Regions from separate parts of the Mus musculus genome. Here all the other regions are linked to region 4. The links are chromatin contacts, called in public ChIA-PET and promoter capture Hi-C maps. All regions are on one chromosome and are shown on one strand. Each heading gives the region's core, a stretch centred on a gene start, on an enhancer-like site or on the middle of the called end of the contact. The rest is flanking DNA. Distances are from core to core; before and after follow the strand shown. Region 1 overlaps Kif26a (kinesin family member 26A). Region 2 holds the start of Nudt14 (nudix (nucleoside diphosphate linked moiety X)-type motif 14). Region 3 holds the start of Btbd6 (BTB (POZ) domain containing 6). Region 4 holds the start of Inf2 (inverted formin, FH2 and WH2 domain containing). Region 5 holds the start of Aspg (asparaginase).

Region 1 (2,700 bases), core at 51-2,550, 430 kb before region 4:
GGACCCAGACCACAGATCATCAGCCTTACAGCGTGTACACTGACTCTTTCCTAGGCCAGTCTTCCGGACTAAGCAGTGGGGGTGAGGGAGTGGATCAGAGAAGAGGGCAGGCCAGGCTGGATTCTGAGGCATGTTTAGGACTGTTGTCCTATACACCTATACTTGCAGTTGATTAATGTTTGGTGCAGTGTCCGGTAAGCTCAGCTATGGATCTTTCAAGTCCTGGGGTACTGGGTGCTGCTGGGGACTAGGAAGGTGCTGGGCTGGCACTGGCTCAAAGCATGGGCTGGGCTTGGGGCTTTCACAGGCAGAGAGTGTCCCATCCCCTGTCTGGGATTTCGAAGCTGGGTCCTTCAGGGGCTGAGCAGGGTGAGGCTTTTGCTGTAAGGACGGTAACTGCCCTGCTGCGGTAAGGTCTCTGGGTACATGGTGGCTCGTTCTACAGAGGTACCACACCTGGTCTCAGGGCTGCATCCGTTGAGAGACCCTGGTAATATCTGAGCTCATCCCAGGGTCACCTGTGCCCTCTCAGCCTGGGGATCCCAGGCTTCTGTCATCTGGGACACAGGCCATATTGTCAAAGTGGAGAGGGTATTTTGGAGCTCTAGGGGCCTGGGGCTTTCTGGAAGAGACCAGCTGCCTGTCCTTTCCTGCTAGGGCTTGAGTCCCCTCTGCTCCCAGAGCCCGAGGGGCTAGTAAACAGCATGTGAAAGCTGTCCTGGGGACATTTAATTATATCTGTGCACCGTGCTGAGGCCTCTCCCTCTCTAGAATTTATTTTAGCTAATTAGTTGGAAATGCCAGAGTTGTATTTCAGATAGTGGAGTGTCATACGTTATCATATGGGGGGACAATTAGCTCTCATGCCAAATATTTATTGTGGTGCCTTGCGTAATTGTACCTTTGGGTGCTCCCAGATGGCCCAGGGATGAGGGCCAGAAGAGGTCTGTCTGCCTGACCTCTGCGGTCACTCCAGGACTTGAGAAAAGCTGTAGAGTCAGCCCCAGGTGGGGTCTGCATTTTCCTCCGTGGCTGGGGTAGACCTGTCACATGCCCTGAGCTGGGGACAGGAGTCCTGGTAGATTGCCTTGGAGGCTAGGCCTTTAGTGCAGGCTCCAGGTCTCTAGGCTGTGATTTCCAGTCACATAGGCAGGATTTTGCAAGTGAGGGTACTCAGCCTGGGGTGATGGGTCTGTCACCTGCCTGTTCCTCACGCGGATTTCTCCTTCCTCCAGGCTGAGGCAGCTGTAGCTGCGGTGGCTGTGGCCGACACTGTCCGAGACTGTGCTCCAGCAGCAGGCCCTGAACGTATGTCGAAGGCGTGGGGCCGAGGGGCAGCATGCACTACAGCCCTGGTTACCCCAGCCCCAGGCACCTCAGCAGGGGGTTCCACAGGCCCGTCTGCAGCGGCCTCTTTCTTTATAAGGTAGGTCCTCTGGGGTCACACAAGCTGCAGCATGTTGTTGGAGAATGGAGGCCTTGATCTGTCTGTTCTTGGGAGAAAGAACTGTGGCTCAGTTGATGGAAGAGTGGGAGCTTCGAGAATCCCGGCTGGCCTCCTGGGACACTTTTCAAGGGTACCTGTCTAGGGCCCACAGTTTGGGTGCATAGATGTGAAGAGGCTGGGGTTTGACTCCTCCCCTCCCGGATGCCTGTCTTGAGGTTGTAAGATGGTGTGGTTGTGGTCGTCTGGCCAGAGGGAAAGAAGTACTTCAGGGTGAGAACAGGACCCCCTCTTCCTGAGTTTGGCCAGCGGGTGGGTGGGGGAGCCTGGCCAGTGCATGGGTTGGAGAGAGTTTCCCTGGCTCCAAGGCAAAGCCTCTGGTTCTGCAGACCCAAGGCTGGAGTCCTACCCTCATCCACAGCCTGAGGGAACAGGGATTACAGGATGTAATCGCCATAATGAGAGGTAATGGCAGCCAGCTGGGGGTCACTGTCCCATTAGCAGCCCGAATGGGCGCTGATAAGCTTGTCTGTATCACGCTGGGCAGTGTGCAGAGGCTGTCTTATCAGCCCTGGTCCGGGGGGACTTGAGGGCCTGATGGGGGGCGTGACGGGGCATGTGATTAGGGCATTGTCAGGGCTGGCTGATGAATGCTACAGTGCAGTGCGCACGACCTCCTGTGACTGATGTGGCCTCAGCAACCAACCCAGCCAGATGCAGACAAGCTGCCTAGATGGGGACAGCCTGTCTGGGAACCTCCCTGTGCCAGCAGCAGTCAGGGTAGGGTCTAGGGGGCTGGGCACGAGGGGCTGATATCTGGCCATGTCCTTATCCTGCTCAGTCCTGATTTCAAGGGCCTTTGCTTTGAGGATTTGGTGGCCGGTGTGTAGCTACACTCCTGGCTTGGTACTAGGTAGGAGGTTTTGAAATGCTCAAATCTATTGAAAAGTGTTTACATGGTTGTAGGTCCTGAGTCTGGGTACCACCTGGCACCCTGATTCTGAGGTGCCTGAGGAAGGTCTTGACACAGCGTGTGTGGTATGTGTGGCCCCCTCTCACTGGCTCATTAGCCACCCTGCCCGGCTGCAGGCAGCAGCTGCTGACTGCCTTTTGTCTCATCCCAGGCTGTGGAGGTTCCTCTGCCTGAGCAACACCCTGACCTTGGAAAGTTACCATAGAAACAAAGAAACAAGTGGACTTGGGTGGGGGCTGGAGGCAGGTTTCCCAAGGCACGCATGCACGCACACGTGTGGGGT
Region 2 (2,700 bases), core at 3-2,502, 350 kb after region 4:
GCCAAAGCTGTAAAGCCACCCCACAGCACTTCCCAGGAAGTGAGGGCGAACGAACCAGCCTGGACCGTCCACAGCCCACCAGAACCCCAGGTCCTGGGTATGAAAGAGCCACATGGCTACCCCATGTCACCAGCCGAGGAAAGGGAAAAGAAGTGTGATCCCCCACACACACCCCGTGTCTCTACCCTTTGTTCCTCAACTGAACCCAGTTGCTCCCTCAAGCCTGTATTACCTCACTGCACTCTGGGAGAAGAATTCCCTAGCCTAGTGGGTAGGTGGAAAGGACCTCCACACAGCAGACACACCAGAGGCAAGGGAATTTGCAGGCTGGAGGCCACAACACTGGTGAGAGAAATGGAGTGGGAGAGCTGGGCAAACGCCAAGCCCTGGGCGGTCTGATCTAAGCTGAAACCCAGTCAGGGCTACATTGATCAGGTCAGGAAAATTGTGTATCAGACAGCATAGAGAATGGAAATGGGCAACGTGCCAGGGGCCTACTAGACAGGGCCATGCAGGGTAGAGGAGAAGGAAGACCATGGGGTAAGACGAAAGAGAAGAGGCAGCAAGTAGGTTCAACAAATGTTTTCTGTGTGCCTACTAGGTGCCCAACGGTGTCATGTGAGATAGCTATGTATGGCCCTGTTGTTCTGGGAGACAGACACCTGGGAGCTGCGAAAGACTGAGTTGAAGAGGTTTCTTCGTGACAGCAGACTTTCTGTTAAGGCTTGAAGGAGGAGCTAGAAAGAAGGCGCAAGGAGGGTATCTGCAATTGTGGGGTTCCCCAAGAGTTCTTCCTGCCCTGATCCAAGAGTTTTCCTGCCCTGATACCCAGAGTAATCAATGGGTCTAACTGCATAAAAGTATCGATGGGCGGTCAGAAATGGAGGGCCAGTCAAATCTTCCTCAGGAAAGAGCGATTCTCTTTGCATGTCCTTCCTTGGCCATTCCGGGTTGACCGACTGGCCGTCAGGACTGCAGGAGGGCGGAGCTCAAGCTCTGAGAATCCGCTCAGGGCGGAGTCGTGAGCTCGGGGGGCGGGGCCGGGGCCGCAACGCGGGGGGCGGGGGGAGAGCGCGGAGACACGCGAGTGGGGCGGATCACCTGGCGGTAGTGCAGCGTGAAAGGCCGCAGGTAGGGCGAATGGGCACAGAGGCCCACGGCCACCCCGTCGATGCGCTCCATGGTGGCGCAGAGCAGATTCTTCCGCGGATCGAAGCCGGCGGGCGCGTCTACGCACTTCTGGGCATGCCCAGTTCACACGCGGGGCGGGCCGGGGGGCGGGGCGGAGGGCGGGCCACAGAGTCCAGGTAGCACCTGCGGGAGTGCTGCGCGCGAGGGAGGCGCTTTCAGACAAGTCCCCAAGCCAGCATAAAGGGGAAGCGAACTGAGTAGGGTGGAGAGGGCTTCGTAGTATATGAAGCCTCCAACGGGTGGAAATCAGAGGGGATCACCGGGGTAGGTCAGCTGAGCGGGAGTCTGTTTGGCCGGGGTTAGCAACAAACTCACCCCCTTCCCAAGTCTGGGGAGCCAGGGCCCCCACTGAAGCGTACAGAAGGGGAGAATAGAAGACAAATCTGAAGAGAAAAGGCTGGTGAAGGAAGGCCCCGGGAAGAGCACTAGCCACACAGAGGCTGACCTGACCCTGTTTGAGAGAAAGTGCGACTTCCTGTCTCTGTTCTTCACAAAGGCCATGTTGCTGCACACATTTCACAACAGCTGTTCAGGGCCCCAGATCTGCTCCATCACTATGTCAATCCAGATGCATCCAAAGTTCCAGGCCACTCTAGATTCAAGGAGAGAGGACTTCACTATATGGGACACATGGTTCACAGAGAGCCATTCTTAAAGACTACACACACACACACACACACACACACACATACACACACACACACACACACATCCCTCTCCTAAAGTACTGAACTTTCCAGGCTTTGGCCTGGCCACCTAGTGTCCTGGAGGTCAGAGTGACTATCAACCAAGAGCTCCTCTAGTCCCCGAAACCAAAGCCCTCAGGTGTCTTCCTTTATTTCAGAGGCCTCCTGGCAGACTTTCTCCCTAGAGTGTGTGTAGACAATAGGGACCAGTCACAGAGTTCTCACTGCTATAACCAGTAGTTCAGGCAAAGGAAGATGTTAAAGGGCCCAGTGTCACTGGCCGGGGGCTACCTGTGCTCACTGGGCCTGCCTGAGAGGAAAACAGAAAGCCCCCACAACTCTACAGATCATTGTAGGGGGAAAGTCACATTTGAATGTTAGTATAAACTGAGGTGAGTAGAGTTTCTGGGATCCCTGGGCCACAGGAAAGGGCTACCTGTGTGCAGGAGCAAGAAATATGTCTGTCCAAGGGGCTTTGGCCAGGGCCCAGAGTGGTACTGTTAGATAGCTGATCATTGTCCCCATGGGAGCAATGCAGGAGCCTGGATGGAGAGGGGTTTGTCAAAAGTGGGTGGGGTGAGGTGGGAAGGCACCATGCTGCCAATGCCCAAGACTTAGAGAAACCATCTCTGTGTTCGGCAAGCCGTTTCCTGGAGTTCCAAAGACCCCGTTGAACACATGTCCAGGACAGTGCAGACATCATGAGACACGAGGCCACAAGTCAGCGTTATTACATCTGCTGTCTTTCAGCAAGACAAACTTCTATAGAGTCAGTTCAGGATGCTGGGACTCCAACACAAGGTCCCTGGCTGGGATTTGGGTG
Region 3 (2,700 bases), core at 159-2,658, 390 kb after region 4:
CAGACCAAAGGTGTACACATTAAAAAGATAACAACAACCACCACCAATAGCAAAACCATGGAGAACACAGAGCAATGATTTAACACAAGCAAAAACAGACAAACATAGTAACTTCAGACTGCAAAGAATCAATGCAGCAAAGGAGTCTGTCCAGTCAAGACAACCACAAAAAAGGGAGAAAGCATCTGTCCTAAAGACTGAGCTCAATGCAGTGAAGAAGCAGACTGATTGGAAAGTGGGCAAACGACTCATGGAGGTACTTCTTCCAAGAAGATATACAAATGACCAAGAAACACAGAAAGGTTGACATCAGCAATCAAGATTCCACCTCATATCCACTAGCATAGCCTCTATAAAACCCAGAACATTATAACAAGGTTTACCCAGGATGAGGGAAAAGAGCAGTGCACGCTGTGGAGGACTGATAAATAATACAAGCACGAACAAAGGCCATTGCAAAGTTTGCTCAAACAAGTAACTGTATCTGGACAGTGATGGTGCACTCAGGAGGCAGGCAGGCAGATCTGAGGCTAGCTCCAGGACAGTCAGCGCTACACAGAAAATCCCTGTCTCAAAACCTAAGGGGCGGGGGGAGCACGAAGCACTGGATATGACTCAGTGCTTAAGAGTGGTTATTGCTCTTGCTGAAGAGCCAGCACCCATCTACCCACAGCTCACAGCTCACAACCATCTGTATCTCTAGTCTTAGGAGATCCAACAGCCTCTCCTGGCCTTTGCAAACACCAGGTACAGGCAAAACATCCACATCCATAAAATAAAAATGAGAAATCAAGAGCTACCATTTTATCCAATCATCTCACTTCTGGATAAAGACCCAAAGAATTGCAATTAGGATCTGGAAAGGATAAAATTGCCTCCCTATGGTCAGCACAACTGGGATATAGAGTTGATATATACACGGTTGGATAAACTGGCAAACAAAATGTAACCCATTGGAGTAGTCAACTTAGAAAGGAAGGTCTATGTAGAAAGTTTGAGGTCACCCTGTGGCACATGAGGTCTAGACTCATGACAGAAAAAGAAATTCCGACATAACAGGTGTACTGCCCTTGACTTTGTGCTCTGTTAAAGAAGCTGTACACAAAAAGGGAGATCAAGCCTTGCGTTAGAGACTCATTTCCTCCACGAAGAAAAGCTAGCTGGGTCAGGTGATTTTTCAAAGCCTGAGCTGTTGGAAAAAAAATCTCATTTCTGAGTGATAGAAGGTGCAACCACAACTCGCCCTTAAACCTGGGCACCCGGGCGGAGCTTCAACACCTCCCCCAGGGGCGGGGCCCTGGAACGAGGAGTCGCGTCTTGACGCACAGTGACGAGAGACGCCGGCGCCGCAGCAGTGGGTACGGGCGGGACGGCGCCCCCTGCGGCCGAGCCGCGGGCTCGGTGAGGGGTGTGGGGTGCGGGTGGGTAGCGGGCAGGGCCGGCGTGGCCCCATGCTGCTGCCGCTCGCCTGCCTGCATGGGCGGGTGGCGCAGTGCCTAACCTCCCTGCTGGTGCTCGCAGAGCCGTTTCCCAGGCCCCGTCGCGGCGCGAAGGCGCGCGGCGCAGCACCGACCAGTGCGGAGCCCGCCCCGGCAGTAGCGAAGATGGCCGCGGAACTGTACCCGCCCGCCAGTCCCTCTGCAGCTACTGCCACCGACATCGCCAACAGCAACGCGGCAGGCGCAGCCGAGAGCACGAAGGTCGGGCTTTGCTGCCCGCCCTGCCTGGCACCCGCCCCGCTGCCGCCCTTGCCCGCGCCGCCCTTGCCAGACAACAACAATCCCGAGAGCCCCAACTGGCAGTCCTTCCATCCTACGCTGCGCGAGAGGTGAGCCGCCGCCCGCCCCCGGGCTCTGGAGCCCGGGCGCGCGCCGTTCCAGCCCGTGTGCCTCTGCCCTTTGCAGGAATGCGCTCATGTTCAACAACGAGCTGATGGCTGACGTCCACTTCATCGTGGGGGCTCTGGGGGCTGCCAGGCGTGTGCCCGCCCACAAGGTGGGTAAGGGCGCAGCCCTGTCCCCTGGTGGGCCTGGCTAGGTGCGTCTCCCTGGACCTTGTTTACTGCCCTGTAGCTCAGGTGGTTTTCTTTCATCCACAGTATGTCTTGGCTGTCGGCAGCTCCGTCTTCTATGCCATGTTCTACGGGGATCTTGCGGAAGTGAAGTCAGAAATCCACATTCCCGATGTGGAGCCTGCTGCCTTCTTGGTCTTGCTAAAGTAAGTGCTGTGCGCTGGGTCTGGAAGGATGGGGTGGTTACCTTCCAATGGTCCCCTACCTGTTTGCTACAACCCCAGAGGTTGTGCAGGGGAGCCCTTGCAGCTCCCCAGGAGAGCCCCTGCCTTACGCAGGTACATGTACAGCGATGAGATCGACCTGGAGGCGGACACAGTGCTTGCCACTCTGTATGCTGCTAAGAAGTACATCGTGCCTGCCCTGGCCAAGGCCTGCGTCAACTTTCTGGAAACAAGTCTGGAAGCCAAAAATGCTTGTGTCCTGCTGTCCCAGAGCCGACTGTTTGAGGAGCCTGAACTGACCCAGAGATGCTGGGAAGTCATTGATGCACAAGCTGAAATGGCCCTGAGGTCTGAAGGCTTCTGTGAAATTGACCGGCAGACACTGGAGATCATTGTGACCAGGGAGGCCCTCAATACCAAGGAGGCTGTGGTCTTCGAGGCCGTCCTGAACTGGGCTGAGGCAGA
Region 4 (2,700 bases), core at 42-2,541:
CAACAGGGCCGCACCTCCCTCAGGGCCACTGCAGAAGAACCTGGAAAGATGACACAGTTCCCAAACACAGCCACTGCGGTCTCATGGGGGGATGAGGGAATGAGGGATGGTGACAGGCTGAGGCCAACAGTCCTCCAGGCTGGGGCCATAGTCACATTCCTCCTTTTGGGTAAATAAACACACCCTCTGACCAAAGGCCCAGGACAGAGTGAGTAAACCTTGCTGACCCCTTCCCAGAAGGAGCCACCAGACCTAGGTGATGTTGGGTAACCAGAATTGCAGCCCAGACAGAAGGTCTCTGTGCTGAGCGTTAGTGGGGCTGAGTGGCTCATTTGGTGGCTGCAGGGACTGTGCATTCTAAGAACAGCTGAGTCCCACTACAGGAACGGCCAAGACTTACATCCCAGGCTGGGCAGTGTCCAAGAGCCAGTCAGCACCTGCCTTGGCGGTGCACACCAAGCACTTTGGGGCCATCCCAACACTGGCTAGCTATCAAAGGTTGCTTTTGGCCCTGCGCTTGAGATGATAGGGCCGAGCAGGGGGCACAGAATACTGAGATGGACATTTACAGGCAGCCAAGGCTGTGCTTAATCCCATGTGGCAGAAGAGCACATAAACCCCCAAGCATGATGCTGTGTCCAGGATAGAATGGCTACAGGAGATCCAGAGCCCTTCACTCTGCCCACCCGCCACATGCCCTCCACCCAGCTTGGAAGATTCAAGGCTCAAGTAAGTGGAGACCCTTTATTCACGTTCATAAACCTTTTAAAGGTACAACTTCAAGCTGGAGAAACTGAGGGCGCACAGCCCAGGCTAGGGCCAGGGAGAGCACTTCAGCAGGTCCTCAGGACAGAGCTAGAAACTGGAAATAGCTACCTCCAGTGAAAAAAGGATGAAGGTAGGGACATCGGAGGACTCTCAAGATCAGCAGCCTACAGCAGGGCTCCCGTGTGGGAGGCAGAGCTGGACCAGAGGTGGTGGAGAACCTGACCAACTCGTGAGTCCACCAGATGGCCAGCGTAGGGGAGAGATAAGGAACGTGCTAGGGAGCCTGGGCGGGAACTGACAGTGAGGTCGGAGGCAAAAGGGCCATTCCCAGCAGGTCTCTAGAGAGTCCCGGAATGTCCCATTCCTTTTCATCTCTCCGCCCCCGCAGAGATGCCAGACCCGGGTGGGCAGGGCTTCCTTGGAGACCCCACCCCGCCCCGCCCCGGGCAGCACCGCCCCCCACGTGGCCGCCGCCGGGTGGGGCCGCACCTCCCCTTCCTCCCTCCAGCCCCGCCCGGCCCGCGAGCGCGGTTAGACTGTGCGGAAAGCAGCCGCGAGGCCGCCGCCCGCAGCCCCAGACGCTCCGGCGCCGGGACACAGCACTCTGCACCATCTCTCGGCTGTACCCCCACCCGGTAAGTCCGCGGCTTCGGGCTAGCCTGGAACGCAGAGGGAAACCGAGTCTGGGGGCAGTGAGGGAAATGGTTGGGGTTGAGGAGCGGACTGCCGCGTGTGCACCAAGGTGGCCAAGAACCTGGTCCCGCGCTCTTGGCCCTCGACTACGGGCTGATATGGAGATGATGCTCACTGCTCATAGGGTGTTTGCTCCGGGTCGGACTGGAGGAGTTCCCCCACCTTGCGGCTACCACATCCTGACCATGAATCAGCCACAGTTGAGAAAATAAACTTCAACTGGAGGTCCGCCTCCGGGATAGCACAGGGCGAGCTTGCGGCCCCGCCCTGACAGCTAGCTTCTAAAGATGCCCGCCGCCGGTGGGCTAAGGCAGACCTGAGAGAGTGACACAGCTCTGTTTCTTGTGGCTACCCCTGTCTACCCTCCTCCTGGGCAAGGACGCTGGGAATGAAGGTGATCTTAGCAGAAAGCCCAACTATGCTTTGGTGGACTCCCTAGAGGACTATGGGATGGAGAGCCGTCTATGGGCCCGTGTGTCCCGTCTTCTAACCGCTCAGTGCCCGGTGGCACACGGTGACAGGTTGGACACACCAGGAGTCAGCGGCAAAAATGACCCTGCTCCTTCCTGCCTTGGGCTCCAGGTCAGTGCACCCACTCTAAAGCTTGCACGCCCGGGTCGAAGCCAGAGTTGGGAAGTCCCTCCTTACCCGTCCTCTCTGGGCCTCAATTCCTTCTCTAAACTTGAAGGGTGAGGAGAGTGTCTCAGACTGTATCCCTTCAGGGTGTCACCCAGGGCAGGGGGCATTTGGGAAGCAGACACTGTAACCCCTAGAGCAAAAAAAAAAAAAAAAAAAAAAAAAAGGTGTTTGTTCCAAGGCTGGAGACTAAGGCTTCTCCCTGTCCCAACCCATTGGTTGGGGAGCAGCTGTGCAAGTTGACCTAGCTGGGGGTCCCCCTAGGACCAGGTAGGAGTTGCCCTGCCTGGCTCTGCCTTCCTACCTTTTCCTGGCGGTCTCTAAGCTTCCCTCCCTGGTACCCAAGCAGGCTGTTGGCAAGGGTTCTGCTCCTGAGGGGTTAACCTCCAGCTGAGGCCCCTCATTTTGTGGGGGTGCTGATGGCTGTCTAGCTAATTGCACCCATCTCGCTGTGCTGAGACCTGAAAGCACCTACCTTAAATAGACTCGTTCACCTTCTACCAAAGTGCACTTGTTACAGGGGAAAGTTTTCAGGCTTATGAAAGCTGTTGGAGGAGGCAGGAGAATTGCAGGATGGTGGGTGATGGGGACACCTGTGGGTGC
Region 5 (2,700 bases), core at 89-2,588, 480 kb before region 4:
CCCTAAGGTAACTAGGGAGGAAAGGGTTAATTTGGCTTATGCTTCCACAACTTAGACTGCCACAAGGCAGGATCCTGGAGGCAGGAACTGACGCAGAAGCTATGGAGGAGTGCTGCTTACAGGCTTGCTCCTCATGGCTTTCTCAACCTGCTTTCTTATGTACCCCCAGGACCTCCTGCCTAAGAGTGGTACTACCCACGGTGGGTGGCCCCTCCCACACCAGTTGTATGGAAGCCTTTTCTCAGTTGAGGTTCCCTCTTCCCAAATGACTAGCTTGTGTCAAGTTGGCAAATACCAGCCAGTGTTGTTCTAGCCTTAGACCTGGGTACCTGCTCATACTGCCTGACATGTTTGTCCCATTCTGCCCTGACTCTGTCACCATGGCAGCTCTACACGGAGACCTTGGTCACCTGTGGAAGCACTATCACCTTCTTTGTGCCCTGTTTACAGCCGCTACTGTCCCCACCATAGCATTTAACCCCTTGCCATCCTGTCTCTGGAGGGCAAACTCAAGAAGAACAAGAGCTGAGTTCCCTGAACAAGAACTTGACCGCTGACTCCTCCTGGTTCCTTCGTGGCTTTAGCTTCTGAGCTGGGATATCAGCAGAGATGGCCTGCTCCTAGTCAGACTTGGTATTCTGGGTTTGTAAGTCAAATTGTGTTAACAGGGTGGGGTCTGTCCTGGGTGACAGATCAGTATTGAAGGAGATGCACAAGGGGATAAGTAGGGTCTCCAGGGGTGCTATTATAGGTTGGATTTGGGTGTTCAAAAAACAGAGAGACTAAAGACATAGCAAAACATCATGTCCCCACCCCCACCCCCACCCCACGAGGTTCAATTAGGCTCTGAACCTGTGCCACTGAGATCTTTAACTCTCAACCTCTGGGCCTGAGCTCCCAGCAAGTAATCAGGGCAGGGGATCGCTGCCCACCATCCCTTTTGAGACAGCCCCACCTTTGCCTAAAGTAGTCTGGAGGGGACATTTCTGGGGAGGGGACATTTCTGGAGATGGTGCTCAGTTCCCTCTGAAGGGCTGGGTCTGCTCCAAGTTCAGGAACACAGTAGGTGTGCTATCTCTGCATCAGGATCTCCTAGCTCTTAAGACCCTGCTCCTGCATTTCCCTGCCCTCCTGGTGCCTCTAGATCACAAGTGAGACCGGACCCTCAGAGACTCAAGGAGTTTGTGGAGAGTGTCTAGACTGGGACTGGAGAGTGGCCCTGACTGGGCATTCTGGAGGTCCCTGGCCTGAGTTAGGTAAGGCAAACCCAGAAAACCCGCCCCTTTTTGAGGCCCCACCCTCCTATGGTCTCAGCCCATCCCTAGCAGACATTCTTCCTGCCCTTTACAAGAGTCCAAGTGTCCCGCTCTCTACTTTGAAGGTGACTCCTCCTCCACACCCCGAGGTCCAGCCTACCTTGGATCTTCAATTCCCACCAACCAGAGGAGCCCCAGACCTCCAGTAAGCCCCACCCTGCAGTCCCCTCCGCTTCCCGGTCTTGTTTTCCCTTTGGCTCTGTCCCCACTGAGGAGCCAGCTGTCTCAGCCATGGCGCGTGCTATGGGACCAGAGCGGCGGCTGCTGGCCATTTACACTGGCGGCACCATCGGCATGCGGAGCGAAGGCGGAGGTAAGTCTGTGTCCCCACGCCCTAAGCAGAACAACCTCAGGGCTGGGCCACTGGGAACTCTGGGGCTGTCTCTTGAAAGGGGAGAAAGGACCCTTTCTCCTCTGGGAGCTCTGGTGGCTGGAGCCCCGGCCCTAGAAAGGGTGAGGGGCAGAGTAAATGTTCCTGACCTGAAGTTATCTATCCCTGAAGCCATGAGACTCATGGGGGGAGGAGGGACCATGGAAGGCTGCTCTGTTCTGTGCCTGGGGCGCTGGGAAGGATGCTGGAACATTCCACACCTTCTAGCCTATGAAAGCCCTTAGGGTGAGCTAGCTTCCTCTGAGGGACTAACACTGCCTCAGGCAGAGCTGCTTGCCTGCTCTCTCCCTGCAGAGAACCTTTAGTTTTCCTAAACTGAGGGCCAAGCTGGTTGCTCAAGGAGCTTGGGCACCAGGGTCAGGGGCTTGGAAGTCTGTCCTCTGACACATTCTGCTGCCTCTGGTCGAGACAACCTGGGGAATGCCCCCCGGGGACACCCCACTAGCAGGTGAGGTCGTGGCCAATTTGCTTAGCCTTCACTGGACTGATGACAAAGCAACAGCACCCATTAAGAAGCTGAACGCTAGCGGGTCAGTTACTGCAGTGGGCACCGTGTGTGCTGTTGGGTTGTAGTGGGGCCACTCTCTGAGGGCTCCTTTGAGAACACAGGCTCCTGGAAGGAGTGGCTGCTGGGCTGAGGAAGAAGTGTGGCCAGACCAGGACGTGCAGTGTGAGGAAAGGAGAGAGGAACCCAGCACACAGCTTAGAGAGGAGGCTTCAGAACTGCCTAGAACAGGGACTGGCCCTATGCACCGGGACCTTGTCCCACCTGGACTCTTCCCCTCTCGGCTTGACACTTGGGCGACTTCAGTCCTGTTGAACCTAATTGGTGTGGCCCAAGCTAAGGGACCAGTGGACTCTGCGCACAGTCCCACCTGTGGTGACACTGTGCCTCGTGCCCCTTGGATGTCCCCGTGTGTGCTACAGTGGAAGAACATGATGGGTCAGGAAAGTGCAATGAATCCTTGAAGGCCCAGGTCAGTAAGGTGTGGG

What was found. Promoter capture Hi-C pulls out the DNA fragments that hold promoters and counts their contacts. ChIA-PET counts read pairs in DNA pulled down with a chosen protein or histone mark.
Region 1: a promoter capture Hi-C map of cranial neural crest shows a contact between it and region 4. The contact joins the enhancer-like site here to the promoter of Inf2 in region 4. A contact is called at or near these places in 2 of 39 promoter capture datasets (cranial neural crest and neural stem cells), 6 of 115 datasets of contacts at active chromatin or transcription factors (embryonic basal ganglia, embryonic forebrain, embryonic stem cells and 2 more) and 1 of 9 other capture datasets (adipose tissue).
Region 2: an RNA polymerase II ChIA-PET map of memory CD8 T cells shows a contact between it and region 4, with 11 read pairs. The contact joins the promoter of Nudt14 here to the promoter of Inf2 in region 4. A contact is called at or near these places in 2 of 115 datasets of contacts at active chromatin or transcription factors (memory CD8 T cells and pancreatic cancer cells).
Region 3: a contact with region 4 is called in a promoter capture Hi-C map of neural stem cells. The contact joins the promoter of Btbd6 here to the promoter of Inf2 in region 4. A contact is called at or near these places in 1 of 39 promoter capture datasets (neural stem cells) and 1 of 9 other capture datasets (adipose tissue).
Region 5: a contact with region 4 is called in a promoter capture Hi-C map of liver, with 7 times the contacts expected there. The contact joins the promoter of Aspg here to the promoter of Inf2 in region 4. A contact is called at or near these places in 11 of 39 promoter capture datasets (3T3-L1-derived adipocytes, cranial neural crest, embryonic stem cells and 5 more), 1 of 484 Hi-C or Micro-C datasets (liver), 6 of 115 datasets of contacts at active chromatin or transcription factors (embryonic basal ganglia, embryonic hindbrain, embryonic stem cells and 2 more) and 3 of 9 other capture datasets (embryonic stem cells, liver and pancreatic islet).

Annotation. Positions count from the first base shown.
Region 1 is chr12:112,162,116-112,164,815 of GRCm38.p6, forward strand. Kif26a (kinesin family member 26A) reads left to right here. Exons shown (of 16, transcript NM_001097621.1): 4 at 1,236-1,426. Among named protein-coding and RNA genes, the nearest start is that of Kif26a, 17 kb to the left of the region's middle. Within about 2 kb of position 1,301, at least 44 of the 459 cell types and tissues checked have an H3K27ac peak or open chromatin away from gene starts, as enhancers often do. A contact at or near this core is called in embryonic forebrain, embryonic stem cells and neural stem cells, where this site is marked.
Region 2 is chr12:112,940,890-112,943,589 of GRCm38.p6, forward strand. It overlaps Nudt14 (nudix (nucleoside diphosphate linked moiety X)-type motif 14), which reads right to left and starts at 1,253. Exons shown (of 5, transcript NM_025399.4): 1 at 1,102-1,253. The coding sequence starts at 1,182.
Region 3 is chr12:112,975,155-112,977,854 of GRCm38.p6, forward strand. Btbd6 (BTB (POZ) domain containing 6) reads left to right here and starts at 1,409. Exons shown (of 4, transcript NM_201646.2): 1 at 1,409-1,828; 2 at 1,905-1,995; 3 at 2,099-2,217; 4 at 2,350-2,700. The coding sequence starts at 1,452. All of the region lies in intron 5 of Brf1 (BRF1, RNA polymerase III transcription initiation factor 90 kDa subunit), which reads right to left.
Region 4 is chr12:112,587,493-112,590,192 of GRCm38.p6, forward strand. Inf2 (inverted formin, FH2 and WH2 domain containing) reads left to right here and starts at 1,292. Exons shown (of 23, transcript NM_198411.2): 1 at 1,292-1,403.
Region 5 is chr12:112,105,345-112,108,044 of GRCm38.p6, forward strand. Aspg (asparaginase) reads left to right here and starts at 1,339. Exons shown (of 15, transcript NM_001081169.1): 1 at 1,339-1,629. The coding sequence starts at 1,548.